Linked DNA regions of Mus musculus: regions 1, 2, 4, 5 and 6 are each linked to region 3. A link is a contact called in public promoter capture Hi-C data. All regions are on one chromosome and are shown on one strand. The core of a region is the stretch at or near the end of the contact, and the rest is flanking DNA. Distances in the headings are between cores, read along the strand shown. Region 1 overlaps Dtnb (dystrobrevin, beta). Region 2 holds the start of Rab10os (RAB10, member RAS oncogene family, opposite strand). Region 3 holds the start of Sf3b6 (splicing factor 3B, subunit 6). Region 4 holds the start of Rab10 (RAB10, member RAS oncogene family). Region 5 holds the start of Dtnb (dystrobrevin, beta). Region 6 holds the start of Dnmt3a (DNA methyltransferase 3A).

The links. Promoter capture Hi-C pulls out the DNA fragments that hold promoters and counts their contacts.
Region 1: a contact with region 3 is called in a promoter capture Hi-C map of pre-B cells, with 3 times the contacts expected there. The contact joins the enhancer-like site here to the promoter of Sf3b6 in region 3. A contact is called at or near these places in 3 of 39 promoter capture datasets (liver, neural stem cells and pre-B cells), 2 of 484 Hi-C or Micro-C datasets (B cells and CD4 T cells) and 1 of 9 other capture datasets (adipose tissue).
Region 2: a promoter capture Hi-C map of pre-B cells shows a contact between it and region 3, with 2.2 times the contacts expected there. The contact joins the promoter of Rab10os here to the promoter of Sf3b6 in region 3. A contact is called at or near these places in 2 of 39 promoter capture datasets (liver and pre-B cells) and 2 of 9 other capture datasets (adipose tissue and liver).
Region 4: a contact with region 3 is called in a promoter capture Hi-C map of pre-B cells, with 2.3 times the contacts expected there. The contact joins the promoter of Rab10 here to the promoter of Sf3b6 in region 3. A contact is called at or near these places in 2 of 39 promoter capture datasets (liver and pre-B cells), 1 of 484 Hi-C or Micro-C datasets (pre-B cells) and 1 of 9 other capture datasets (liver).
Region 5: a contact with region 3 is called in a promoter capture Hi-C map of liver, with 4 times the contacts expected there. The contact joins the promoter of Dtnb here to the promoter of Sf3b6 in region 3. A contact is called at or near these places in 3 of 39 promoter capture datasets (liver and pre-B cells), 1 of 484 Hi-C or Micro-C datasets (CD8 T cells) and 1 of 9 other capture datasets (adipose tissue).
Region 6: a promoter capture Hi-C map of pre-B cells shows a contact between it and region 3, with 2.1 times the contacts expected there. The contact joins the promoter of Dnmt3a here to the promoter of Sf3b6 in region 3. A contact is called at or near these places in 2 of 39 promoter capture datasets (liver and pre-B cells), 1 of 484 Hi-C or Micro-C datasets (B cells) and 1 of 9 other capture datasets (liver).

What each region holds. Positions count from the first base shown.
Region 1 is chr12:3,780,297-3,782,996 of GRCm38.p6, reverse strand. Dtnb (dystrobrevin, beta) reads right to left here. Exons shown (of 18, transcript NM_001162465.2): 18 at 1-1,891. The coding sequence ends at 1,716. Among named protein-coding and RNA genes, the nearest start is that of Dnmt3a, 25 kb to the left of the region's middle. Within about 2 kb of position 1,341, at least 256 of the 459 cell types and tissues checked have an H3K27ac peak or open chromatin away from gene starts, as enhancers often do. A contact at or near this core is called in B cells, adipose tissue, liver and 2 more, where this site is marked.
Region 2 is chr12:3,234,489-3,237,188 of GRCm38.p6, reverse strand. Rab10os (RAB10, member RAS oncogene family, opposite strand) reads right to left here and starts at 1,398. Exons shown (of 7, transcript NR_015551.1): 1 at 1,260-1,398.
Region 3 is chr12:4,816,220-4,818,919 of GRCm38.p6, reverse strand. Sf3b6 (splicing factor 3B, subunit 6) reads right to left here and starts at 1,312. Exons shown (of 4, transcript NM_025323.2): 1 at 1,101-1,312. The coding sequence starts at 1,130. It also overlaps the pseudogene Gm20348.
Region 4 is chr12:3,308,560-3,311,259 of GRCm38.p6, reverse strand. It overlaps Rab10 (RAB10, member RAS oncogene family), which reads left to right and starts at 1,291. Exons shown (of 6, transcript NM_016676.5): 1 at 1,291-1,968. The coding sequence starts at 1,842.
Region 5 is chr12:3,570,979-3,573,678 of GRCm38.p6, reverse strand. It overlaps Dtnb (dystrobrevin, beta), which reads right to left and starts at 1,288. Exons shown (of 18, transcript NM_001162465.2): 1 at 1,032-1,288.
Region 6 is chr12:3,805,584-3,808,283 of GRCm38.p6, reverse strand. Dnmt3a (DNA methyltransferase 3A) reads right to left here and starts at 1,304. Exons shown (of 23, transcript NM_007872.4): 1 at 1,164-1,304.

The sequences.
Region 1 (2,700 bases), core at 92-2,591, 1.0 Mb after region 3:
GTTCAACTCTCCAGCCAGGGCATCTGCCCGTGCATGTCTTCCACACATCATCAGTCCAAATTAAATTAGGCTCCTAAGTTGCTATGGAAAAATTAACAAGAAAGTGCCCACCATAAAGTGGCCTTATGTGTCCCAGGTCATAGAGACAAGATCCTGGTACAGAACTTAGAAAGCAGATACCAAATGTAAGGGGCCTTTATATAATAATGGGTATTCTAGCTCTAAAAGAAATCAAGAATTGATGTTAACAAAGGTGACATCGTGTCTCTAATGCTGGCATCAGAGGAATGAATGCAGCCCTCTCCTTGGCCATCTGGTCAGGGGTGAGGTGAACATCACTCCTCCCAGAGACGCGCAGAGGGCACAGTTTGGCCCTGTGGCCCTGGGTACTCTCACTGTTCTGTCTCTTGCTGCTTTGGAGGAAACAAGCTCATGTGAGGAGCCAGGAGGTAGGAGTCGACCTTGAGTCTCACAGAGTGTGAGAATTGAGGATGGGGAAAGAACAGCCCGCATGTCTGTGAGGCTGTCTTACCCTTATGGGGTACATTTCACCACTGGGGTATGTAGTGTATCCCCAGAACTCTCTACATGGACTCGTTCATCTTTGCCCCTCTGGCCATCCATAAGCCTGAATCTCCTTTCCCTGAGTGGGCAGTCTTAAACCCCTGCTGGCCTTCCAAGTCCTTAGCTTTGCCTGCTAACCAAGTGTTTTTCCAACAGCTGGGCAGAGGCTAGTACCCAACTCCTATTTTTCTTTTTGCCCTCACAGTGGCAGTGATCCTTGGTGCACCTGCCTTTCATTCTAAGTACCCAGGACACTGAGGGTCTTGGCTCAGCAAGGTTCCTGTCCCTTCTCCCAGCCTTGAGTTACTCCAGCTAGAAATGGGAGTGAAGGCAGAGAGACAGATGGAGCCGGACTGCAACAGTATCCATTCCTCCTTCTCCCTTCACTGTTCCTTTAGGAGACTCTCATGGGACCTAACCCATGGCTCTGCACACACCTCAGAATTAGGGAGGGGTCTGCAGAGGTGGGTAAGGAATGCTGCAGTGCCAGCTGTGGGCCCTCTCACATCATTCGCTGCCCTTTATAAATATTTATAATAGCTCTTCTACTAAAAATAACATCCTGGAGCTCAGGGAGCAAGAAAAAAAAAAAAAAAAGGAAAATCAATGTGAATGGGACTTGGCGATCACATGTTCCACAGGACCCCAGGACAGGATGCATGAGTAGCACCCAGGCAGTGCGCCCCCTGGCGGCCAGTCCCAGCTTGGCACACAGATCAGGGCTGCTTCCCCACTGACTGGCCCCTAAAGTTCTCCGCCTTCCTCCTGGCTACACAGCAACAGGGCCTCACGCCACTGTGCAGGCGGAAGCCTCCTCACCAGGTCAAAGAGGAAGGGGGGGGGGGTGGTGTCGCTATTTTTAGCACTGAGGATAGGGTGTAAATGTCTGCAGAACTGAATGAGGCCTGCAGCTTTCTTTGCATAGACAGAAAATGTTGTTAAAGGTCGAAGGCAGGAAAGAACTGCATGTGCACACACTAGGACTAGGGAGAGCCCTCCATGCTGGCCAGGTGCCGGAAGGAACACACACAGGCTCAGGGCTTTTTCTGTTCTTTTCCATCTCCTGGTAAATTCCTGATGCAGAGATGAGACCATGCCCTGAGGGAGGAATGCGGATGCTAGTACATGCAGGAGGCCCACCAGCTGCGGCCTCAGGCAGTCCCTCCCCACTTCCCATAGGCTTGGCTCCTCTCTCTGGAGGTTGAGTGAGTCTGGCAGCCTGCAAGCTTGGTCCAGGTGTGCAGCAGAAAGACGGACAGGAATGTGCCTCTGGGGGGAAGACCTTCCCTTGTCTTCTCGGTGCCAGCTTGCTCCTCCGCCTCTGCGCCTGTACAAGACAGACTGTTAGTCACAAGCACACTGGGGGCTCAGGACAAAGCTGCTGTGAACCAGCAGACCTGAATGGGTGTGTGTGTGTGTGTGTGTGTGTGTGTGTGTGTGTGTGTGTGTGTGGTCTCTCTGGCTTTTCAGTTGTGCATGTCAATGTCTTCTCTTTCAGAGGGACAGGGTTGGGGTGTAGCGAGAGTGTCTTCTGAGGTCATTGCTTGTGTCACAAGGGTGGGAATTACTCCGACTGAATAAAAAACTGGGTTCACAGTGGCAGGTTTGGAAAGGGAGGAAGGCCAGCCTCTTGGCAGCAGACGGCAGGCTGCAGTGTGCGGCCCTTTTCATCTGCCTGACTGCTGGCTTCTCATGGGTCCTGCCATGGGTCAGAGGCAGAGACACCAGCTGACTCAAGCCCTGGCAGCAGGTTCTTGAGTGTGTGCACCGAGGGACTCCCATGCTGTCCCTCTGGACCTAGGGACAAAGGGGACCTGGTAGGCTGCTGAAGGCCCTCAGTCAGTCCCTGACCTCACCACAGTGCACAGCAGCCTGTGCTGGTCTGCACATACTAAGCAGCAGCACCCGGGTGCAGCGCATCTGCAGCCAGCTCTGCAAACCACGTGTGTGGGCTGACCTTGCAGGGAGGGCGGGGACTAGTCAGCCCAGAGGCAGCTCTGAGATGACAGGACTTAGAAGGCTGTCTGAGAAAGTTCCTTTGCTGCCTGGTGATGCCATGGCCCTGCCTGGGTTTTCTACCCTGAAGATTTGTAACTGAAAAAGATTCCCAATTAAAAAAAAAAAAAAAAAAAGTAG
Region 2 (2,700 bases), core at 149-2,648, 1.6 Mb after region 3:
TGGGCTTGGCTGGAAGTGTGCAATGGCGTTGGGAAGTGGGCGGGGATAAGATGAAAAGGGTCGAGGCCTGCAATGGGTGTGGAAGGGGCAGGGCCACACACCACCACAGGGTCAAGGTCTCTGGGTCTTCCTGGGGGAGGGACGGGTGGAGCTGGAAGTGACATCATACCAGACTTCCTGGCAGCCCCTCACAGAAGCCCCACCCACAAGTCAGAAATCCTGAAAATGACATCACTTCCAGTGGGCCTGGCCCCACCCACCATCCTGATGTCTTGCCCATAAAGCTCCCAAAAAGCAGGAAGTGACATCACTTGTGGTTGGTGTGGTGACCTCATTTCCCCGCTCCATCATCCCCAGAACCCACCCTCTTCTCCCAAACTCAGAACTGCAATCATGATGCCACTTACAGTGGGTATGGCCACCAACAGACCACGCCCATCTTCCTAAAAAGATGAAAGTAGCTACCCTGAGGCCCCTTCCCACTGACCTTTGTGCCCCCCCCCCCTCGCGGCAAAGTACTGGAGGCAGGGCCAGGTGGCCTTGCTCAGCATCTCGGGGAAGGCAGGATGGACGACCATGAAGGCCAGGCCCTGGGGTGGGGGGAAGGGGTGAATGGGTGGGGTCAGACACGCGTCAAGGCCCTGCCCACAATGACTCAATCACTCTTGGGCACACCCCCAGCCAGGACGTCAAGAGAATATATACAATATATACAAATGCGGGGGGGGGGGTGTCACAGGGTGATGACATCATCTGGACACGTGTCAATGGCAAGGAGGGAAACTGTGACATCATCTGAACTCAGGAAAAGCCATAACGTCATGCAGTTTTATGCAAATGCATGCAAATTTACATGACAAATACACGCAGAGTAAAGCCATAACATCGTTTATGTTTATGGAAATTTACTCAGGGGAGCTGTCATTATGCAAATTTATGCAAATTTTCATCATGCGAAACTGATGTCACATGAGCGTATGCAAATTCCCAACGTACACGATATGCTAATTTATACAGGTCAGGGGAGGTTATATAAACCTGGGTAGAACAAAACCAAGCAGCCATTCAAATTCACTCAAATTCATGCAAACGAGCAGCAATGAAACTTAGACCCCATGCAAATCTATGTCTCTTGCAGGAGCTTAGTTAAGACCCCGCCCCAGGCCCCTGTCACTCACGCTCAGCCACTCCCAGCCCTCGCTCAGGCTCCGTCCCTGGCCTGTCTGTCAGTGCCTCTTGGGAAAAAACAGGTCACTCACCTGAAGCTACGTCCACATGCCACTCCGCTAGTCGCTGTCAATCCCGTGGGGACCAAGTGTCACTCACGTGAAACCCCGCCGACATGTCTCGCACAGCGAACCCCAGGATCTCCTTCCGCCGCGAGGAGGCGCTCGCCAGGACGACGCGGTGCCAGCGCAGGCACGTGCGGGGTGATGTCACAGCGACATCTGGGCGGGGAGTGATGACGTCGAACGGGTCGCCTGTGGTTCTGCGGTTCGCCGAAAGGTCAGGAGCTGAACCGGTGACGTCGCTGGAGTCGCCGGGGATTGGGGCGGGGGGGGGGTAACGGTGGTTGCGGCGGGGAAACCGGAAATCGGTCGCGCTGCTCCGAAAGGGAAAACCGGGTTCGGCGAAGAGAGGAACTGCACATCCGCTGTTTGCTTGTCCGCTTCTGATCAGCGGAACCCGGAACTGGAAGTCTTCAATGTCACGCTGCCGCTCCGAGTTCTCGTGAGATTTACAATGCGGTAGAAGGACTCACTTCCTGTTGGAACGGAGGAACTTCCTGTCTGGAAGTTAGGGTTCAAGCATGCTGGGAGTTGCAGTTATTTCCTGCTTTAGGCATGACTTCCTGTTTGCCATAGGAAGTGACGCCACAGTAGCCCCGAGTTTCACTGGGAGGCACGCTGGGAGGTGTAGTTCCTACCTGTACATCTCCGGGTCTAACCTCCCAGGAACGTACCGTATTAATACGCTGCCCTGTCACCGGGTCGAAGCGCCCGCATGCCCGGCCTCCCCTCACCGTGGCCGCTTCACCGCAGGCAAATCCATATCCTTTGACACCAACCGGAGCGGATGCAGTAACCATCTCACCTGTGATGCAGTGACCATCCCAAGGGAGATGTAATGACTCTTACCTGAGATGCAGTAACCATCTCACCTGAGATGCAGTGACGATCCCAACTGTGATGCAGTGACCATCCCACATGAGATGTAGTGAGCATGCCACTTGAGATGTATTGACAGTGATTATCCTACCTGAGATACAGTGACCATCCACCTGAGATGCAGTGACCATCTCACCTTTGATGCAGTGAACATTCTACCTGAGTGATTCTTACATGAGATGCAGTGTCCATGCCACCTGAGATGTTGTAACCATTCCACCTAGGATGCAGTGACTATGCCATCTGAAATGTAGTGACCATCCCAGGTGAGATGGGATGATAATCCCACCTGTGATGCAGTTGACTATCCCACCTGAGATGTAGTGACCATCCCACCTGAGATGAAGTGACCACTTGAGATGTGATCGTCTCTCCTGAGATGAAGTCACCATCTTACCTGAGATACAGTGAAAATCCCACATGGGATGCAATGACTATCCAACCTGAGATGTAGAGAGTCGTCTTAACAGAAATGCAGTGACCATCCACCTAAGATTCAGTGACTATCCCACGTGTGAAGTTGTGACCATCC
Region 3 (2,700 bases), core at 63-2,562:
ACTTCACCATCATCATCCCCTGTAAAATTTGAAAAGGCTCTATACTCTTCTCAGCCAACATAGGATATGACCCGGGGCTCCACACTTCTTGAAGAAAACAGATATGATCAAATGGTAACTATATATTCCTATTGTAAACTTTATCCATCTATGTCCATCCAACCATTTTTTTCTTCTATTGGTGTACCAACCACTCCCCTCTTTACTTATTTTTGGTTGTCATGGTTTGAGGTGCTGGGAGTCAAATCCAGACTCACGCCCACTAGGCAATCACTGAGCCACATTCCAGTTTTACTCTGGAATCTTACATATCAGGTCTCTACCATTATGTTGGCTCACTCTCGTTGGTCTATAAAAAGCACTGTAGGTATCTTTAAAACAATTCAATTTCTCTATTAATAAGAAAAATCATAGAATCAGCTCTACAGTTTTGTCCTAACTCCTACCATCTTTTTATTTTACAGGAACTAAGTTTTCATTCACTGAAATGATTCACATAATCGCGGTTGCCCAAAATCTTCATCAGGATATCCAATGGTCAATTATGTGTCTTTGTTTTGGTGTGATTCTAAGTTTTAACCACTTCTTAATTTCCTGAAAGATGTTTTTTTTTTTCCTTAAAGGTTTTGGTAACACTCACTGACAACAGTAGAACATAAGCCCGACTAGTCCTTTACACAGTAGTGTTGAATAAACCCAACTGATGAATTGCTTCCCGTTTGTAAGACAAGAGACAAAGCAGGTGCTTACATAATATTAATAGAGGATTCCCAAAGTTCTACATTCGAGAAAAATCCCAGGCTCCAGCTGGCAAGGAACCAAATAGTTACTCCGTATGTCTTTTTGGACTCAGAAGAGCCTAACGCCTGGTCCTAGGCGTTACGAGGTCACTGATGCCAGGGGGCTCTCAATAGGGGTGGGGCGAAAAGTCGCTCAAAGAACACACCCCTGAGGACGAGCCCAGGACAGAACCTCCTTTGACAGAACTGATAACAAGCTTCCCCAACTATGGGCGGAGGGACAAAAAACGCTCCCCAGGCACGCAGCAACAGTCAAGCAACAACATCGCTTCCCTGTCACGCAGAAAGCGGGGTACTCACATTCGCCCTCTTAGCCGCTTGCATCGCCATCTTGGCGGGCTGATGTAGGTTACCGTAAGATCCCTCTGGATATTTCTAAACCTGATCGCCTTCGTGGGCGACACGGCGTCAGATACAGAGTATTTACAGCCAGGTAGCGCCGGAAGCTTTTACAGCAATGCCGGAAAGTCCGCGTCTCAAATTAGGACGCGTTTACTTCCTAGAAAAGATGCTCCAAGTCACACTACAGAGAACGCATTCTCAAGCCGGAAAGCGAACTAGCAAGCTCCAGAACGCTTCCGGATTGCGGACCGGAAGGGGCGGGGCGAATGCCAAGGGAAGGGAGGTGTTCCGCTTGAGGGGGTGTGGCTTAAGGAGCGAGGGGCGGGGTCCATGAGAGAGATCAGACCCAGAGCCTGCGATTTAGCGCGCCCAGGTCTCGGAGAGGAACCCGGCTCGCCAGCGCTTCCAACAGAGGTCCCAATCTGAACTTTGCTCGGAAGGCCGATCCCGGGGCCCTGGGCCTCAGGTCGCGCTTCACCTGACCGTCGAACTCCCTCACCCGGTTCCCGCGGCCCCTGTCCACGCAAACAGAGCACACAACCCGTCACATGCATCTTTTTATTTCCTTAGACCAGCTTTACAGGACATGGGAAGAGAGGCCACTTCCGAGTTTGCTCGGAGGTCCTCCTTCACTAGGGCAGCTCCAAGACGATTTTGCCCGCGCTCCTGTTAGCCCCCACATATTAGCCACTTGAATATAAGTTGCCGGGTAGACTCTATCAAGAACCAGCAGCAGACGTTGGGGGCTGTTTGCAGAGAAAGGCAGAATCTGCTCCGTGGAGGTTTTCACCGGCGTTTGTACTAAGGAAAAGATTATCAGCCTGAAGAAAGGCCTTAACCCTGTTATTCTCCATCCTGCCTAGCCCTAATGTTTTGAGTATCTAAAACAGCACACCCTTTCACTTCCCATCAGGAAAGAGCATGCTTTCAAATGTGCACCCTCATTCTGTACCAGGTAAGACTGAAGGCTGCAGTAAAATACTAGTGCAAGTGACAGACTTACATAGCTTAACACAAAAGGAATGCTGAAGCCTTATCGCTGCGAAACTGATGGGATATACTCCCAAAGCTGGCTCCTTCTATGATGCTACAGAGGATTTTAGGAACATAAACCTGTCGAAGGTCCAAGCTTACATAGGCTTTTTTGGTATACTGAGAAGAGGTCTACCCTGAAAACAAAGCCGTGGGCCTATGTGAAGACTTAATACTGTGGCCATGTTTTTGCTCATTCTGATAGAAACATATAAATATGAAGTATAGAAATACGTGGGAGGGTTTAGAGAATTAATTATCTGAACACAGTTACCAATTGGTACACAAGGTAGCAGACTTATTTATAGGCTCCCTAAAGCAAGCTGTTTGTACAAAGGCAGTTTTCTGGGTGACAATCCTACTTTCTTTCACTTACCACCCACCTCATTATCCCTAGATCGAGCAAACTAGTGATCCGACTACCTCATTTAAAAAGTAGTTTTAAAGGCTGGGCGTGGTGGCGCACGCCTTTAATCCCAGCACTCTGGAGGCAGAGGCAGGCAGATTTCTGAGTTCAAGGCCAGCC
Region 4 (2,700 bases), core at 42-2,541, 1.5 Mb after region 3:
AAGGCTTATGGGTGTTTAGAAGGAGGACAAGTCTTTGAAGAGCATGATCACATCTAAGATGGTCAGAAAAGAACATGATCAAAGGCTTTACTTACACATGAAATGCACATGTTGGTGATGGCGAGGTGTCTGCCAAAGTGTAGCTTATTTTTATTTAATATGCTTATATATTTGTTATATGCTAATTAGTTATGTGTGTGTGTATATAAAATTTACCTAAATAAAAATCTCCTTATTGGTGAATCAGCTCATCAGGTTCAACCATTCTACCATCACATTCTGCGGGTGCTGGAGCATACTTAGAAAGGTAAGTTAGAAATTTGCTTATTTCGACTATAGAAAGGAAGAAAAGGGAGGTGTAAATAAAACTGATAGGGAGAGAGGGAAAAGGGACAAAACTAGAGAAAAGACATGGCACAGGTGTGGTGGAGTTACCCCACCAGAGTAGCCCTCAGGAGGCTGAGACTGGAGATTCATGAATTGGAAGTCAGTACTGGTGTACAGACTTTGCAACAAAACAACCAACCTACAAACAAGTGAAAAGCAAGGAAGAGATCGGTTGGGATGGGGCAGGCTTTCAGATTTTCGATTTGGTGGTACAACTTTGGCTACAGTGACCGCCCGCCTTTTCTGAATAGAGCGCTTCAGCTCCCGGGATTCCAAGGGCTGCTTAGGCCCGAAGCAGCAAAGAAGCTTCCATTCGCAGGGAGGTTCTCCCCGCACCCGGGGTTCCTCAGGCCGATGACATCATTCCAACCCCAGGAGCGCTGCGCCTTTTTCAGTTTGGAATCCCGGCTCTATCAACTCTAGCTTCTTAAGGAGACCAGGTTGTCAGGACCAGCCCACAAGCGGGATCTCTTCTGGAGATGTCCGGGTTTAGTAAGGAGGTTCCTGAGTGGCCCAGAGCACTTCTTTCTCTCTCATCTATATGAACTATACACACACACACACACACACAGCCAGCCACGCCCGTCGCTGGGCTAACATCCTTAGCTCCTCAACAGGATACTGAGAGGGAGTAGAGGATTCCAGCAGTCAGCTGGGCGCCCCGGAAAAGGCAAGGGAGGGAGGGCAGGAGCTATACGGACGTAGTGCGCCTGCGCAGTTCCCGGGCCGCACCTCCCCCGCGGGGCGTGTTCGTCAAGCCGCTCACCCAATCAGGAGGCCGTAGGGAGCGCGCCCGCGGCCTCGCCCCCTCTGGTCCCGCCTCCGCGTGCCCTACTTGCCCGCCCGCGCGCGTGCGCAGAGGCGGGCCGCAGGGGCGAGGGCGCGAGAGAAGGGCGGGTGTACGTCCTTGCGTGCGTCTCAGGCTGCGCGCACGCCGGCGTGAGAGGGCACGGGGAAAAAGGTGGCTCTGGCCGGGGCGGCTCTGTTTCCTGGGGTTATGTAGCAGGGCTTGTCGGCTCGCGAGACCTCCCGCTGCCCTCGCCCGTGTCCTAGCGCGGGGTTTCTGCTCCGGGCGGAGGCCGTGTTCAAGCCCGCCGCGCTCCCTCGACGTAGAGCTCGCTCGTCCGCCCGTGGGAGCGTCCCGGCCGAGCTGCGCTGAGGGGGGAGGGGAGGCCATTTTGTCCCGACCGACTCCCCGGAACCGGGCGGAGCGGCTGGGAGAGGCTGCGGAGCCGCGGGCGCCGCCCCTCGGAGGCACGGGCGCCGCCACCGTCGGGGCTTCCTCGACGAGGCCGTTCGGAAGGTCTCCTGCTCCGTCTCGAGAGCTGCTTTCTCCTTCCGCACACGCTACCCGGCTGCTGCGGCCCCAGAACGCCCGGGTGAGGAGTTGGTTGTAGTGAGCAGTTCCGATCCCTTGGGGCTACCGGCGGCGAGCGCCCGAGCCGCTCCTCCCAATGGCGAAGAAGACGTACGACCTGCTTTTCAAGCTGCTCCTGATCGGGGACTCGGGAGTGGGCAAGACCTGCGTCCTTTTTCGTTTTTCGGACGATGCCTTCAATACCACCTTTATTTCCACCATAGGTAAGACCTGTGGGAGGATGGTGTGGGGGCTCTGTAGCCGCGAGCCGTTTTCTTTTATTCCAGACATCTTGCTTCCCGGAATTTACGCCTTTGTTCCAGTGATTCCGATTCCAGACGACAGACCTAAGTTACTGTTGGAATCGGAATAGCCTTACTGGGGCGGGGTCTTCCCATGCTTACCATCCGGTCTCAAGTCTCCTTCTCTGTTCGGTGCCTTCTGGCACAAAATATGCAGCATTTAGCAGCGTTCCAGAATCCGGTTTCTTTAAGTGACTTGCCTGGCCTTACCATAATTGCATGAAGTTACTTGATGTGCTATTTGTAATAGACGTAATTTAGTGGTTGGGATTGAAGCAGTACTGGCTATGTGGCAAAGGCCCGAATTGGGGGTCAAAGAGAAAATATTCTATCTGACTGTAACTTGGAGTAAACTTGAGAGTTGCAGAATCATTAAGGAAAATGAGAGGGGCGGGGGAAAGTGAGTTGGCTGTCTTGACTGAACCATTGATGTGTCAAACAATCGGAGGCCCTTCGTGCTTGGGGTGGGAATCTGGCATGGTTGGCTCACAGTGCTTTTTCAAGACCTCAACGAAGCAGATGGACGGTTTCTGTTTTCAACCCAATGGAATCAAGTCAAGTTCTAATGTTTTACTTGATGTTAGAATTTACAGGAAAATCTTTCGTCAGTCATGGCTCTAAGGACTTCTAATGTACTACCACATATTTCGGAAT
Region 5 (2,700 bases), core at 39-2,538, 1.2 Mb after region 3:
CCAGTGCCTGGGTTACCTGAAGAGGCAAAAAGAGAATCCGAGGACCAAAGGAAGTCCAGCGATCATCCCTAACTCTACAGAGACTGACACTCAAGCCCCTGCTTCCTCCATCCATTCTGCAGTGGGCATCCACTGTAGGGCTGCTGGGATCCAGGCCACATCCGGAGGACTGAACAGAAAACAGGCACGGAGCTTAATTCTAGCTGGGAAGGCAAGATTCTTCTTCCAGATTTCTTCTCCCCCTCCCCACCCCTCTTTTAAATGTCAGTAAGATCCTTCAAATCTCTTCTCAATAGTTCCCACCAGCTTTCCTCAACTATCTTACTTTCTCCACAAACCAAGCAACTTACGGCTCCAGTTTCCCAGGGCTGGGAAAATCCTAAAGGGACCTGAAGTGAACAGAACAGGAAACATGAAATAGAGCACTTTACATTTTGTGTGCATACTTTCACAGCCGAACTGTCAGCACTTCAACAGCAAAAGATGGCTGAGAGTGATAAAGTCGTGACCCAGGCGCTGACCGCGGTTCTCTCCTGCTCCGTAGCTAATCAATAAACGCTTGCAGAGAATGCTGGAAGGTCTCCCTGATTCCCTAAGGCCTGGCACAGAAATTTAACAGCAAGCATTCGTCAGCTGCATCCTCCCTCTTCTCCGGACACTGTGCCCAACAGGGGTGACCTGGGTGGACAGGTTCGTCTACCGGGAGCCTCGGGGGACACTGAGAGGTGATCTGGAATGAATTCCCTTCCCTCTGCCAGGGCCTGCCTACCTCACCTGCCCTCTGCCAGGACCTGCCGCCTTCGCCCCCTTCAGCACCTAACGCGGAGCCTCCTCCCCGCCAGCCGGGCTCAGGATGCATCAGCAGCGCGCGCAGCCCGGCTCTGCGCTCCGCGGGCCCCCGCGCGCGCGGGTGACCGGAGAGCCCTCCCCGGCCCGGCGTGCTGTCTCCCAAGGGTCGCCGCTCCAGGGCCGCGCACTCCGCCACCCCGCAGCCCTCCTTCTCGCTCCTCCAGCCCCGGCGGACTCCCCACCTGGCTCGCTTCCCGGCCGGAGCTGAGGGGCCGTCGCGTGGCTCTCCGGCGGCCGCAGCCTCCTCCAACCCGGCCCCCTCGGCTGAGGCGGCTGAAGCAGCAAGCAGCGACTGAGGCGGCGGCGCCCACTCAGGCCCCGGAGCCGCCCCCGCGGCGAACGGAACGGCGCCGGCTCGCGCCGCTTCCCCGCCCGGCACGCGCAGCGAGCCCGCCCCCGGCGCGAGGGCGCGAGGGCGCGAGGGCGAGGGCGGGTGCGCGCGGAGGGCGGGCGCGCGGAGGGGCGGGGCTTCCGCCGCGAGAGGGGGCGGGGAGGCGGCCGAGTGCCCTCCCGCGGGTTCGCGCGCCCCCTCCGGGCCTCTGCTGTGCGCCGGCCGCGGAGGTGGAGGTGGACTTGCCCTTCCACTCCACAGGTAGCTGCCGGGCGGCTGCGTGCTGCGCCGACGTGACTGCACCTTAAGGAATGCGAAGAAACACCCGGTGAATCATTGCCTCGAGCGCGGGTCCTCCCCCGAGTGACTTTCCACATTGCCTCAGCAGGCTCGCTGAGCCCTGACTCCGCGCCTGGTGCCCGATGGACACGATCCGGGTCACGGCCCCTGGTCCCCAAGAATGCATAACTTAGGGAGAAGAGCAGCCTTGCGAAGGACCGAGTCTGGTCCCCTGCGCAAAGCCAAGCCACAGCCGGATGCGGTGAGAGGATGAAGGAGAGACATTACTTTCCGCTTAGTTGTTCAGTAGTTCCTAAAAGTGGGACTATTTAGACATTAAACAGCTTGAGCAACGGAGCAGGGGCGACAAAGCTTCATTTATTTATCTAGCATCTATTTATTTATTTATTCATTACCAACTCTTTTTTTTTTTTTTTTGGTTTTGGTTTTTCGAGACAGGGTTTCTCTGTGTAGCCCTGACTGTCCTGGAACTCACTTTGTAGACCAGGCTGGCCTCGAACTCAGAAATCCGCCTGACTCTGCCTCCCTAGTGCTGGGATTAAAGGCGTGCGCCACTACCCCCCCCCCCCCCCCCCGCTTCATATCATTTTTTTAAAGGACTTTATTTTATGTGTATGAGTGTTTGGGCTGCAATGTGTGTGCACCCTGTGAGTGCCACCCCGAGGCCAGAAGAGTGTGAAATGACACCTGGATGCTGGGGAATCAAACCCAGGTCCTCTGATAACATAGCAAGTGCTCTTAACTACTTAGCTATCTCTCCAGCCCCTCATATTGCCATTTTTTATAGAAGCTTTTCCAAACTCTCTAGGGACATCAAAGTCTTCTTTTAATGGCTCAAAAGATAAATGTTTTCCCTCAACTTTAAGACAGCGGCATGATCCATTAGACTTTTGGTGCGTGTGGATGTGCACATGTTAAGGAAAGCAGCAGTAGGCCTGTGTGCTTTAGGGATGCTTTTTGAAGCCTTCTGGCACCTTATGGAAAGGCAGATCATGCCACCTGCTTCAATCAGACTGGCAGCCTGCCTCTAGGACACCCTTTTCCTCCTCTTCTCACAATCTATTTTTAAATTCCCATGGTGAAGGCAGTGCTGTGCTGATAACTTAGAGTAAGTGAGGTTTTTTGTGTGAGAGGGGATACATTACTTTTCACACATGAATTGTGTGACTGTTTTGCATGTTTGGAAGAGTCTCACTGGTTGCTAGGTGGTGGCTGCTGTA
Region 6 (2,700 bases), core at 55-2,554, 1.0 Mb after region 3:
CGGCGTGGAGTAGGGAGTCCGGGTGAGGGCAGGACACGGACCGCGGCCGGAGCCGCTCGGAGGCTCGGGTGTCTCCTGAGGTGAGGGCAACATGGGGACTGAGACCCCCGATCCGCAGCCTCGGCGAGGCCTCGTCCTTCACTGTGCAGATGCGAAGCTTTCAAGGACACGTCTACACCGGCCCGGCGGGGGTGCGTGTGAGTGTATGCAAGGGGAGTCTGCCTCAGGGGGCGACCCCGGCATCCCCACCGGAGACATTTCCAGCCTTGCTGCTCCCGCCCCCGCACCTTCTAGTCCCCCGCGGCCCGGCCCGGGGATCCTCGCCCACTCCCGCCCCGCCCCCATACTGCGGCGCCGCCGCCGCCACCACCACCCCGCTCCCACGGCCCGCAGCGGGGGCAGGGAGGAGCCGGGCGCGACGCCCCCCCCTCCACGCCGTTCCGCCTGGCCTCCGCGGGAGCGTGCGCCCCCGAGCGGGCACGCTCCCCACGCGCGCGCCCCTCCCAGGCCCGCCGGCGCCCCGCACCCCCAAGCCACAGGTGGCCGCGGGAAGATCGCGACGCCGCGCTCCCCGGCGCGGGCCCCGGCCGCCCCTGGGCCCTGCCGGGGGCCTCCAGGGTCCCCCCCGCCGCGCGGAGCCTGCAGGCCCGGGGGAGGGGCGGGGCGGGCGCGGGGCCCGGGTCGTGCCAGGCTGCCATTTTCTGCCGTGGCCACGGCGCTCCCCGGCCGCCCGCGCCCCCTCCCCCTCCTCTCCCCTCCCGCCGCCCGATTCCCGGTCCCGTCCGCACTCCGCAGCGCACGGCCGCAGGCCCCGACCGGGCCCCCGGGCGGGGGCAGAGCCCGGAAGGCGGAGGCGGCGGGGCCCTGCGGCAGCGCGCGTCGGGCGGCGCGCAGGCCGGCGGAGGCCCCCCGCGGCATTGTACGGACTTGAACTTGAGCCCGGGCCGGGCGGGGGCGCCGAGGGGCGTCCGCGGCGGAGGCGGCGCGCAGAAGAGGAGCGGCGGGCGAGCGGCGGGGACATAAACAAACCCTCGGCCCGGGCGGTCCGCGCTCTCAGCACCGCGCGCCGAGTTGCGGGGTCCGAGCCGCGCTCCCCACCGCCTTGCTGTGCCCTCCCGCCCGCCCGCCCTCTCAGCTCCCGGGCCGCAGGCCGTGCTGGTTACCGTGTGGCCCGGCGGGTCGGGCGGCCCGGCTCGCCCTGCTGCCGCGGCGCCGCGTCCCGGCTCGTCCTCTGCTCGCGCCGCCGCCCGCGCCGCCTCCCGGCCCGCCCGCTGCCTGCCGCGCTCCCTCCCTCCGTCGCTGTCGCGCTCCCTCTCTCCGCCTCCTCCGCCGGGTCCCCCCCGCCCGCCTCTTCTCTCCGCCTTCCTCCTTCCCTCCCTCCGGCCGCCCGCCGCCCAGGCCTCCGCCCGCCGCTCGCCCCCCGTGGCCGCGCTGGCTCTGGCCCCGGCGCTGCGGAGCCGCCCGGGAGGCAACCCCGGGGGCCCCGGGGCGCCGCGGCGGGAGCTATCCGAGCCGCGGACGGTCCTAGCGCCCCCGGCGGGAGGAGCGGGTTCGGGACCCCGCCGCGCCCCGACTGCGGCGCTCCGGGCCGGGCACCCTGCCGGAGCTGCGATCTCGGCCGCCCTGTGCCCCTCGGGTGGTCCCCCGGCCGCAACCTCCCCACCTTGCGGCGCCCCTCTACCTGGCGCGGCTTCTGCGCTGGGTCCCCGCATCCAGCACTGGTCGTAGGGACAGCTGCCCCTCCTCTCCCGGGCCGGTGTCAAGTGCCTGCCCCCCCCCGTCCCCCCCCCTCGCCGCCCGCGGAGCCCCCGGCGGCCTTCGCCCTGCAGTTCTCCCGACCTCCACCAGAGCCCACTGCGCTTTGCGCGCCTCAGCACTGGGGCTGGGGACAGCAGCGCCTGCTCAGCCGCGTCGCCACCCACAGCCAGGTGCCGCGGTGGCCAGACGGCTGCACAGGGCCAAGGTCGGAGCGCCTGGCGCCTCGAGGCCATCCTAGAGCATCGAGCACCGCCACGGAGTGGGCTCCCTAGAAGGCAGTAAGCTTTCCGTACCTTGAGGTGTCCAAAAAGAGTTGGATGCCCTCAGGTGGGCTCTGGAAAGATCTGAAGAGGTGGAAGGTTGAACTAAATGACATTGAAGGCCTGCCTCTTCCAGCTGCAAGATTCTCTGCAGACGGGCACTAGACCTGGCTCCCTCAGTGTGGGGGTGCTCTCAGGGCTCCGGGTCTGTAGTGCTCACCTCTCCAGCTACCATCACTGGAGCTTGGCACTGAATCCCCTGACTCCCAGCCTCCTTGTCAGGCTCCTCCCTCCTGTCACTGGACAGCACCATCCATCCAGCCCTTCAGTGCCCCAGTGTCCTGAGTTGCATCTCCCACACCCACGGCACACTTATTTGCAGACCCTCAATGCTGAAGCAGGTTCCCATAGAACACGCCCCACCTAGAACACTTCACCCCATTTGAGGATCAAAGGGACAGTTGCCTAATTCATTGAAATACAGAACCACCCTTTCCTATTTGCAGGGCACATTTACACTTCAGTCTTCCCTACCCCAAAGCAACTGTCCTGACCTTTCCTAATAGCACTCAATATCGCACCCCCACCCTCCACTACTGGTGTTCATTTCTGCCACCCATAGTCTTTCACCTGGCCAGTTCTTAGGACTCGTCATGCCCTGTGAGGACAAGGACACCGTTTG